Linked DNA regions of Mus musculus: all the other regions are linked to region 1. The links are chromatin contacts, called in public HiChIP or PLAC-seq and Micro-C maps. All regions are on one chromosome and are shown on one strand. The core of a region is the stretch at or near the end of the contact, and the rest is flanking DNA. Distances in the headings are between cores, read along the strand shown. Region 1 holds the start of Cep85l (centrosomal protein 85-like). Region 2 holds the start of Nus1 (NUS1 dehydrodolichyl diphosphate synthase subunit). Region 3 holds the start of Man1a (mannosidase 1, alpha).

Region 1 (2,877 bases), core at 189-2,688:
TTATAATATAAGCAAACATTTGCCTTGAACACCATTTTATTTATCTAGTCATCCAGTGTTGTATAAAAGTTTCTTGGACAAAAGGGGTTATGAGGTTGTGAGTTTTAAATGTTTAAGAATCTCTAAGCGACCGGAACCTTTCTTTCCTTCTTACTCCCTCCCTCCCTTTCTTTCTTTCTTCCTTCCTTCCTTCCTTCCTTCCTTCCTTCCTTCCTTCCTTCCTTCCTCTCTCTCTCTCTCTCTCTCTCTTTCTTTCTTTCTTTCTTTCTTTCTTTCTTTCTTTCTTTCTTTCTTTCTTTCTTTCTCCTTTTTCTTTCTTTCTAGAAAGCACAGAGGAGGCTAAAGCAGGAGAACCAGGAGTTTGAGGGCAGCCTGGGTTACACATCAAGTTTCCAGCGAATTTGGGCTTTTTGTTAAACTACAAATTATGAAAAGATGTATTTGTAGATATAGTATTTTTACTTTCGATATTTTTCTTTGTGGAACTGTTAATGTTTTTTTCCCCATCCTTTTCAACTGTCAATAAATAATTAGATACATTTTAGATCAGATAAAGAGCCATCTCGTTATATTTTCATATTTCTGTCACCTTCTAGCATCAGAATCATTTGACGGTTGACCAACATCTGAAGATTTGGAGAAATATCTGCAGATCTACAGGAAGGAGACTAGATGTATAACCACGGTTTGGTACATTTCAGCAAATGTGGTGAGTTATAGCACACATTTTTAAATGTAAGCCTCACAAGCTTTAAGTAGTATTTTACTTGAGGATACATCAATATTAAGCTTTTGTTAGCAGTTTCCACATTAGGAAAAACATCACTGGACTCAAAGCCTAAGGAACTTATCGTCTGGGTTACTTCTGATTGGCATGCTGAGACTGCCTCCTTGTACAGTGGTTGACAGTGTTTAGTTTGTATCTAAATATTCAAATGATTATATTGCCAACAAGAGTAATTGCAAGAGGATGCTGTATTCCTTTGTCTTTTCTCAGGATGTCTGTTCCTAGGAAGGGTGGGAAATAAAGTGGAGCAGATGTGGGAGGCAGGGATGTCCTCTTTTCTATTCCCACCGTGATCCATAACCGGTGCTTGTGGAACGCATGACAACAATTTTAATTCTGATCTCCATTCTGAGTCAGATGGCTAGCCCCACAGCCCCTTGAAGCGGTTGCAGGGACAACTCGCACCTTTTATAACAACTGTGCCCCTAGAAAGCACGTATAGGAAGACAGGGTTTGGGATTAAATTATGGACCCTCTCTCAGCTTGAAGGTAACAGGATGGAGAAGTAGGGAGCGGCTTCAGGATGATCACCCGCATGCTGTTAGCAATAGGTTTTTGGTTCGCCAAGAGTCCCAGGCCCCGCCTTGAGGCCCCGCCCTCTGGGCCCCGCCCCCAGCCCCATCCAGGCCCCGCCTGTCCTGGCCCGGCCCGCTGCCTAAGGTTCTGCCGGGCGGAGGGGGCTGAGAGAAGCCGCAGCTGCAGATTCGCTTTGAGCCCCGGAGCCTGCGATCGCGCCGCCGTCACCGGGGAGCTACTAGCTTCCCCGGCCCGGGCCTCAGCGCAGCCGGCTGGGCCATGGCAGCCGCCGCGCTCCGGGGCCGTCGCTGAACAGCCGTTAAGCCCCCCGCCCGGGTCCGGTCCGCGCTGCCGAGGCCCAGGCTCCGCTCAAGTTTCCGCCCAGAAGCCGAGGCGACCGCGGGCCCCGAGCTCCAGGCTCGCCCGCTCGCCCGCTATGTGGGGCCGTTTCCTGGCCCCGGAGGCTGGCGGCCGGGACAGCCCCAGCGGGGCCCGCAGCTTCCCTGCGGGTAAGGAGGACTGCGGGCGGGTGGGGTGACGGCCGCCAGGGCTTCTCCGGAGTCCGCGCCCTAAGGCCTGCGACCCCCGCGGGGTGACAACTCGGCTCTTCTGGGCCGCTCGGCCGGGCTTTGTTGTCCCTCGTGTGGTGTGCGTGGCTGCCCCACGCGGGACGCGGGCGGGAAGGTCGCTGCAGTGTCGCCCGCAGCCACTGCTCCAGAGAAGCTGCTGAGGACTTGGTCGCCGATTGAGACCCCCGAGGGGGCGGCAGCTCTTAGAAAGCAGGTCGCATGGCTGCCAGGGCTCTCCTGGGTCCCATCAGAGCCCAGCCGCCTTCGAAACGGGGCTCAGGGAAACTGGGGGGTTGCAGCTTTGCGGTGGTGGTTGTAGGGACTGTTAGAATCAGACAACCATTTCATGCCTGCATCACCCAGAAGTTGTGTAGGAGCCACTGAATTATAAATCTTCCCCTAACGTGGAATAGAACAAGAAGAGTTGGCTTGACCATGACAAGTTATCTAATGATGACAGTCTAAAGGGCTCTTTAATCTGAACTGAATCATGAACCCCTTTGAAAAGCTGAAAGATACATAAATTTTTTTCCTTCTCCCCCCCACCCCCCAAGAGAAAAGGGCTACTTATTTGTACGCAGAATTTCTCCTAAAAATTTAGGTATTTTGGGGACCCATGGGTGGTAACCCTGTTCTACAAAGTGTTAGAACTTGACTTGTGTAACTTAGAGGCAGTTGTGTACCTTTTGCAAAACTGTTCGAAAAGAAGCATTTTGTAGGAGTCCTTTTGTGGTATTCTCTGCCTTTTTGAAGATACCATGCAGGCACATTGCTACTGAAATTTTGAACAATGAAATTCTGTGACAGTTTAAATTCTAAACTATCAGTAGTTCTCAACCTCCCTAATGCTGCGAACTTTAAAAGTTCCTCATGTTGTGATGTCCCCAAACCATAAAATTATTTTCATTGCCACTTCATAACTGTAATGTTTGCTATTGTTATGAATTGTAATGGACGTAGTTGAAATGTGACTCTCATGAGGTCATTTGACGTCAAGGGGTCGCG
Region 2 (2,877 bases), core at 186-2,685, 960 kb after region 1:
ATCTCCTTTCTAGTAGAAACACTCCCCAAATGTCATCCATCACCTCTGTGAGTGTGTCCCTTTCTCCCCTCCAGCCTGAGACGAAGGCAAAATTCCAAGAAATATATTTGCCATTATAACTAACGCTTTAGGCTTGTCATGCAGTAAGTGTTGAGTTCTGTCCTTAACAAACCCGTGGTGAAATCCACTGCCTTGATTACTTGAAGGAACACAAGTGTATCTAGTACTGTACTGGCCTCTAAGGTGAAATGGCAACACGTGATTTCAGGCCTTTTTCCAGGCCTATCAAAACTCTCACACACTTTTCAGAAACCCCATTCAAATGCCACCTAACTCCAAGAGAGCTCATTTGGAAATCCTACAATGCAGCTCACGTATAAAGCCGCCACTGCTTGGTCGCCCTTAAGATGAGTTCATTGAACCCCCTTGAAGAGACACTTTGAAGAGCGCACAGACTGGTTAACTCCCCGTTACTTTTATGACCTTGGGCAAATCAGTTAATGTTCTGAACGTCAGCTCCCTCTTTCGTGAAACAAAGCCAGAGAAAACCACCTCCCTTAACGGACTACATTAAATATCTTTTACATGTTACAAACACTAACCAAATCTAAAGACTTTGTCAACGTCAACGTTCAATAAGACTGATCTCCCTTCCTCGAAAGCACCAGCACAGTGTAAGGGCCAAGGGCTACCGAAACTCGCAGGGCCTGGAGAGGGCGGCGGCCTCGCAGGACGACCGGGAACAAACTAGCTAGAAACGTAGTCCTCAGACTCGGAAGTGCCTCGGTCACCCCACCTCCCACCCGGCCTCACCTTGGTGGTCGTAGACGCTAATGTAGGAGATCCCCACGGCCATACACCACACCACGAGGCTGGCGATGTCTGAGAAGCTGGGCTCCTGCACTTCCTCCGTGACCAACAGGCCCATGTGCACCGGCAGCTTCTGCAGGGACCGGACGTCCGCGCGCCAGCGCAGCCGAGGATGGGTGGCGGCCGGTCCCGGTCCCGGTCCCGGTCCCCCGTGCGGGTGCCGGTGATGACGCCGGTTCCTGCCGACGGCCCGGGGCTTGCGGAGCGTGAAGCCGAGCGGCGCTAGGACCGCGGCGGAGGCGGCGCGACAGCAGCGCCGCCAGATCCAGTTCCAGGTGCCGAAGCGAACGCGGAGCCAGGAGGTGAGCGTGAGGTGCAGGCAGAGCAGCGCGTGCAGCACCCGCCACACCAGCTCGTACAGCCCCGTCATACTCCTGTGGCGCTCGGGCACCGTCACCTCCCTCCGGCCCACACCCGCGGCGCGACAGGGTCTTATCCGCCCCAGCGGCCGGCGCGGGCCATCGCTCCGCGTCCCCCCACCCCCCGCGCCCGAGCCCCTCGCCACTGCCAACACCTCACCTAGCCCCCGCCGCCATCTTCCTCCGCCCTCCGCAGCCCCGCCCCCGTTAGTACATGGAGAGTTCTGATTGGCTGCCGGGGAACTCCGACGCGACCGGGAGTCGTGGCTGGAGCCGCCACCGCACTGCTAAAGAGAGCGTGCGCTTGAGAATGAGGCTGGCTCCGGGCCGCTGGCGCCCCCTGGGGATGAGGAGGGCGACGCGCCAACGCCTCTAGCCTTTCTCCTATGGAATGATTGGGCTGTTCCTCAGACTGAGGGGAGGATCTGCAGCTTGAGATTTGTTGCCTATCTCCCCCTCACGGCCATGACAGAAACGATTCCCAAGGAGTTAAAAGCAATCTAAATGAACTGGAAGTTACACAGAGAGAATCCACCACCGCATCAGCAAGTGTAGATGCTGGAAATCGACCACGGTCCCCAAACAGAAGTGTTCTTGTCCCCAAAGGCTCAAGTGTTCTTGGAGAGGTCTCATCACAGTTCTTTGTCCAATCTTCCGACGAGAATAGAACGTCCCAGAATGGGAATGAAGTCCTACAGCATAGGACCTGGAAACAGACTGTTAGGGTCTGACACTGTTAGGGTCCCTAACAAATCAAGCTCTGCCACCTGTCCTTCATAGACCAATGACACAATAGAAGGTAAATACAGAAAAGCGAAACTGATTCAATGTGGCCACTCTGAGAAGAGAATCAGTGCCCAGATACAGTTGGATCTGTGTAATACAGACATATTTTTTACTGTATAGCCCCTTTTCCCATTAGGAAATGTCTACAGGCCTTAATGTTTTGGCCATTGTCACCTGTTTTAATTGGTCTCATTTCTGTAAGAATTGCTTTGCTTTAGTTTAAAACGTGAGTCTCATGTCCATCTGCAAGTTTTGTTGCCTTTGGCAGGAAATGCCTGTGGAGGAATTTTAATTGGGCAACATGGCTCCTCTCAATAACCGTAGCCAAAGATATGATCTGGCCATGATCCACACTGGATTACAGTATGATCTGGCTGGAATACACACACTCCCTTAGCACATACCTGTAATCCCTGACAATGAAGATAAGGCTAGTTTGTTGAAGGAAGCATCCATGTTTGAAATTGATGTTTAATTGAAGGGCAAAGTTATGAATCAGGAAAAAAATTGAGTGAGAGATAGGATACGTCCAACTCACAGAAAAACAGACAGGAAACAGATGCTAGTTATGGGAGGGAGGAGAGAGAGAGAGAGAGAGAGAGAGAGAGAGAGAGAGAGAGAGGTGGAGTGGGGAGGTGGGTAGTATATGTGTATGGCAGTTTTACAAAAACAGTTTTACTGAGATAGGTTACAGAGGGAACAAACTAGATACAAGTGAAGACAGAATGAGTCAGAGAATGAGAGTCAGAACATATTAGAACATATTGCCAAAGTTAGTATGAAGCCAGTCAGAGCAATTCAGTAAGAAGCCAGATTGAATCAGTCAGCTCAGAAGATTAGATTGTATGGAGGCTAGAAGGTT
Region 3 (2,877 bases), core at 223-2,722, 700 kb before region 1:
CATAGAATTTCATAGCAAGTATCAAAATAATCAAGCTATGAAGTCACATTTATCAAGCCATAATTTCTTATTAACCAGAACTTCTGACTATGTTACTGGCTCATTTTGCACAAACCCAATACACAACAAACAGTGATGGCTAAAAATGATAATTAACATTTAAACGAAAACGACCTTAGGATTTCTGCCTTGGCTTTTTTACTTTATGCACACAGCACAACACCTGGAAACAACTGTGCTGTGGGCACTCTCCTGGAAGTTGCCAGCTGTTTTCCTCTGGTTTAAGACAAGTAAAGGGCACACTTTAAAATCATGTTTCCGGAGAAGGTTGAGGGTAAACAGAGCTGCTACAAACCAGCTTTCAGGAGTGGGAAGTCAGTCAAATTTCCCTCTGGTAACTGTTTCTTTGTGGAGCAACAGGGGATTCATAACACAGTTTGGGAAATGTTTTCTTGTCTCTTCACCCTGAGGCAGGGGGTTCCCAGCCAGGTCAAAATGTAGATCTATGCAATATCAGCAGGGCATTCCAATGGATGTCATGGGAGGTGGAGCCAGTTTCCATGACATTCCATGAGACTGAATACTGCAAGGCTGTGTTGAAAACAATCTCTGTTGGACCAAGTCTTGCCTTCGCTGGGAGTTGTCGCATCCAAGACTTAATTTCAACAGGGTTCAATTTATTGCTTGGAGCTCTGGCAGCATAAAACTGTCTTCTTTGAATGGAAAATTTGACCAACTGCGATGAGGTAAATGAATTTCGAAAGTGGGGGGGGTGTGGGGGAGTGTGGGGGAGTCATACAACTTTTGTTGTTGTTGTTGTTTATTGTAAGGGGAAGAGGGTGTATACTTAGAGCCCCAAGCAGTCCCCAAACCCCAAGTCGCCTAGGATGTAAAAGGCTCTTAACGAGGTAGAGTAGAGAGCTCAAAAGCTTTGTGGAGGAGCCTGGAGACTTTGGATTTGAGAGTTATTGGGCACCGGGGAATCCCTGTCTTGGGTAATAAGGGGTGGCTGGAGAAAAGCCTTCAAAACCACTTCAAAACCACGGCTTGCCCCCGCAATCCCCTGCATGCTCTTCGGGATCGCCAATTTCGAGTACTGGGGCAAGCTGTCGCTACCATATTAGTAGTGGTCACTCGGGGATCCACTACCTTTGGGGCTTCGGCTTGAATAGGTTTTGGGCGGAATAAGCTCGGACCAACTCCGGCTCTGGTCCTCCGGGCGAGTCTTAACACGGCTCCCGGGCGCAGTTCCAGTCCTCGGGAGCCCAGGGGAGCCGCGACCTCCCCGCCTCTGCCGGGTCCCGGAGAGGCAGCGCTTCCCGTAAACTCCCCGCCCCGTGCGGCCCCCTCCCCGCCTCGGCTCCACCCCCGCGGGACCCTGGGAGGCGTAAGATTGGCCCGGACGCGCTGTCACTCTCCGGACGCGTCACCGCCCTCGTTTCCGACCGCTCGGGAGACCGGCAGTGCTATTAGTGCACGGCGGGGCCGCGACGGAGGGCAGTACGGTGCCTGGTTCGCTGGCTCACGCCGGCAGGTCGGTGCGCTCGCTCACCTGAGCCGTGTCCCGGGGCCTCAGAGCCACCCGGCTGTACGCGTGCTACCACCCGCCGGGAAGCGCTCGGAGATGGGCAGCTGGAGAAGTTGACGAACCCCCTACGCACGCGGCGCCCTTGCTGCCCAGAGGTGCGCCGCCCTTGCCACCGAGGTGCCCGCTGTGCTGACCCAGATGTCGCGGGACACCCTGCCTCCGCGGCTGGAAAACTTCACCCCAAGTCCAAAGTGGGCTCTGAGGGTGGTGCCCGCGGCTGGACCCCGGGGTTGCCTGCCGGGATACGGTCCTGCGGATCCCGGGTCCAGGGGAGGGCGGAGACCCCACTGGAAACTTTCTCAGCACCTTCCTAACCACTGCGCTTTTACTGTCTCCTCTCCCCCCAACAGGGGCTGCAGCCAGCGGTTTGCCGCGCGTGCCTGTTTGCCAAAGGAGCCGCCCCGGCGAGGATCGCCGGAGGGGAGCCGCTTCAAGCGGGGAGACCCGCAGCCCAGACACGCGCTCTGGGCGGCCTGGATGCGCAAGAGCCGGCCCCGCAGCCGCTGACAGCCGGCGGCAGCGAAGTTTGGCTGCTGAGCGGCTCGGCGCCGGGCCCCTGGACAGACTGTCAGCCGGCGGCTACAACCTCCGGAGCGATGCCCGTGGGGGGCCTGTTGCCGCTCTTCAGTAGCCCTGGGGGCGGCGGCCTGGGCAGTGGCCTGGGCGGGGGGCTTGGCGGCGGGAGGAAGGGGTCTGGCCCCGCTGCCTTCCGCCTCACCGAGAAGTTCGTGCTGCTGCTGGTGTTCAGCGCCTTCATCACGCTCTGCTTCGGGGCAATCTTCTTCCTGCCTGACTCCTCCAAGCTGCTCAGCGGGGTCCTGTTCCACTCCAACCCTGCCTTGCAGCCGCCGGCGGAGCACAAGCCCGGGCTCGGGGCGCGTGCGGAGGATGCCGCCGAGGGGAGAGTCCGGCACCGCGAGGAAGGCGCGCCTGGGGACCCTGGAGCTGGACTGGAAGACAACTTAGCCAGGATCCGCGAAAACCACGAGCGGGCTCTCAGGGAAGCCAAGGAGACCCTGCAGAAGCTGCCGGAGGAGATCCAAAGAGACATTCTGCTGGAGAAGGAAAAGGTGGCCCAGGACCAGCTGCGTGACAAGGATCTGTTTAGGGGCTTGCCCAAGGTGGACTTCCTGCCCCCCGTCGGGGTAGAGAACCGGGAGCCCGCTGACGCCACCATCCGTGAGAAGAGGGCAAAGATCAAAGAGGTGAGTAAAGCCTGCCTGAAATCCCACTCACGCTGCTGTTTTCTGGGAGGTTTGATAAACGATTGGAACTTAGGACTTCACCTT

Evidence for each region. HiChIP or PLAC-seq counts read pairs in DNA pulled down with a chosen protein or histone mark. A called contact is a pair of places that touch in the nucleus more often than the background predicts.
Region 2: a CTCF HiChIP or PLAC-seq map of the NIH/3T3 cell line shows a contact between it and region 1, with 6 read pairs. The contact joins the promoter of Nus1 here to the promoter of Cep85l in region 1. A contact is called at or near these places in 3 of 39 promoter capture datasets (the C10 cell line, hippocampal neurons and liver), 1 of 15 datasets of contacts at CTCF or cohesin (the NIH/3T3 cell line) and 4 of 115 datasets of contacts at active chromatin or transcription factors (astrocytes, embryonic stem cells, forebrain and 1 more).
Region 3: a Micro-C map of embryonic stem cells shows a contact between it and region 1, with 11 times the contacts expected there. The contact joins the promoter of Man1a here to the promoter of Cep85l in region 1. A contact is called at or near these places in 3 of 39 promoter capture datasets (liver and pre-B cells), 3 of 484 Hi-C or Micro-C datasets (embryonic stem cells, pre-B cells and regulatory T cells) and 1 of 115 datasets of contacts at active chromatin or transcription factors (bone marrow-derived macrophages).

Annotation. Positions count from the first base shown.
Region 1 is chr10:53,378,444-53,381,320 of GRCm38.p6, reverse strand. Cep85l (centrosomal protein 85-like) reads left to right here and starts at 1,438. Exons shown (of 13, transcript NM_001204983.2): 1 at 1,438-1,812. The coding sequence starts at 1,740. It overlaps Gm46225 (a long non-coding RNA gene), which reads left to right. Exons shown (of 3, transcript XR_001779770.2): 3 at 597-735.
Region 2 is chr10:52,416,105-52,418,981 of GRCm38.p6, reverse strand. Nus1 (NUS1 dehydrodolichyl diphosphate synthase subunit) reads right to left here and starts at 1,435. Exons shown (of 5, transcript NM_030250.2): 1 at 814-1,435. The coding sequence starts at 1,240.
Region 3 is chr10:54,074,332-54,077,208 of GRCm38.p6, reverse strand. Man1a (mannosidase 1, alpha) reads left to right here and starts at 1,472. Exons shown (of 13, transcript NM_008548.5): 1 at 1,472-1,683; 2 at 1,939-2,793. The coding sequence starts at 2,185. It overlaps Gm16998 (predicted gene, 16998), which reads right to left and starts at 1,287. Exons shown (of 3, transcript NR_038016.1): 1 at 356-1,287.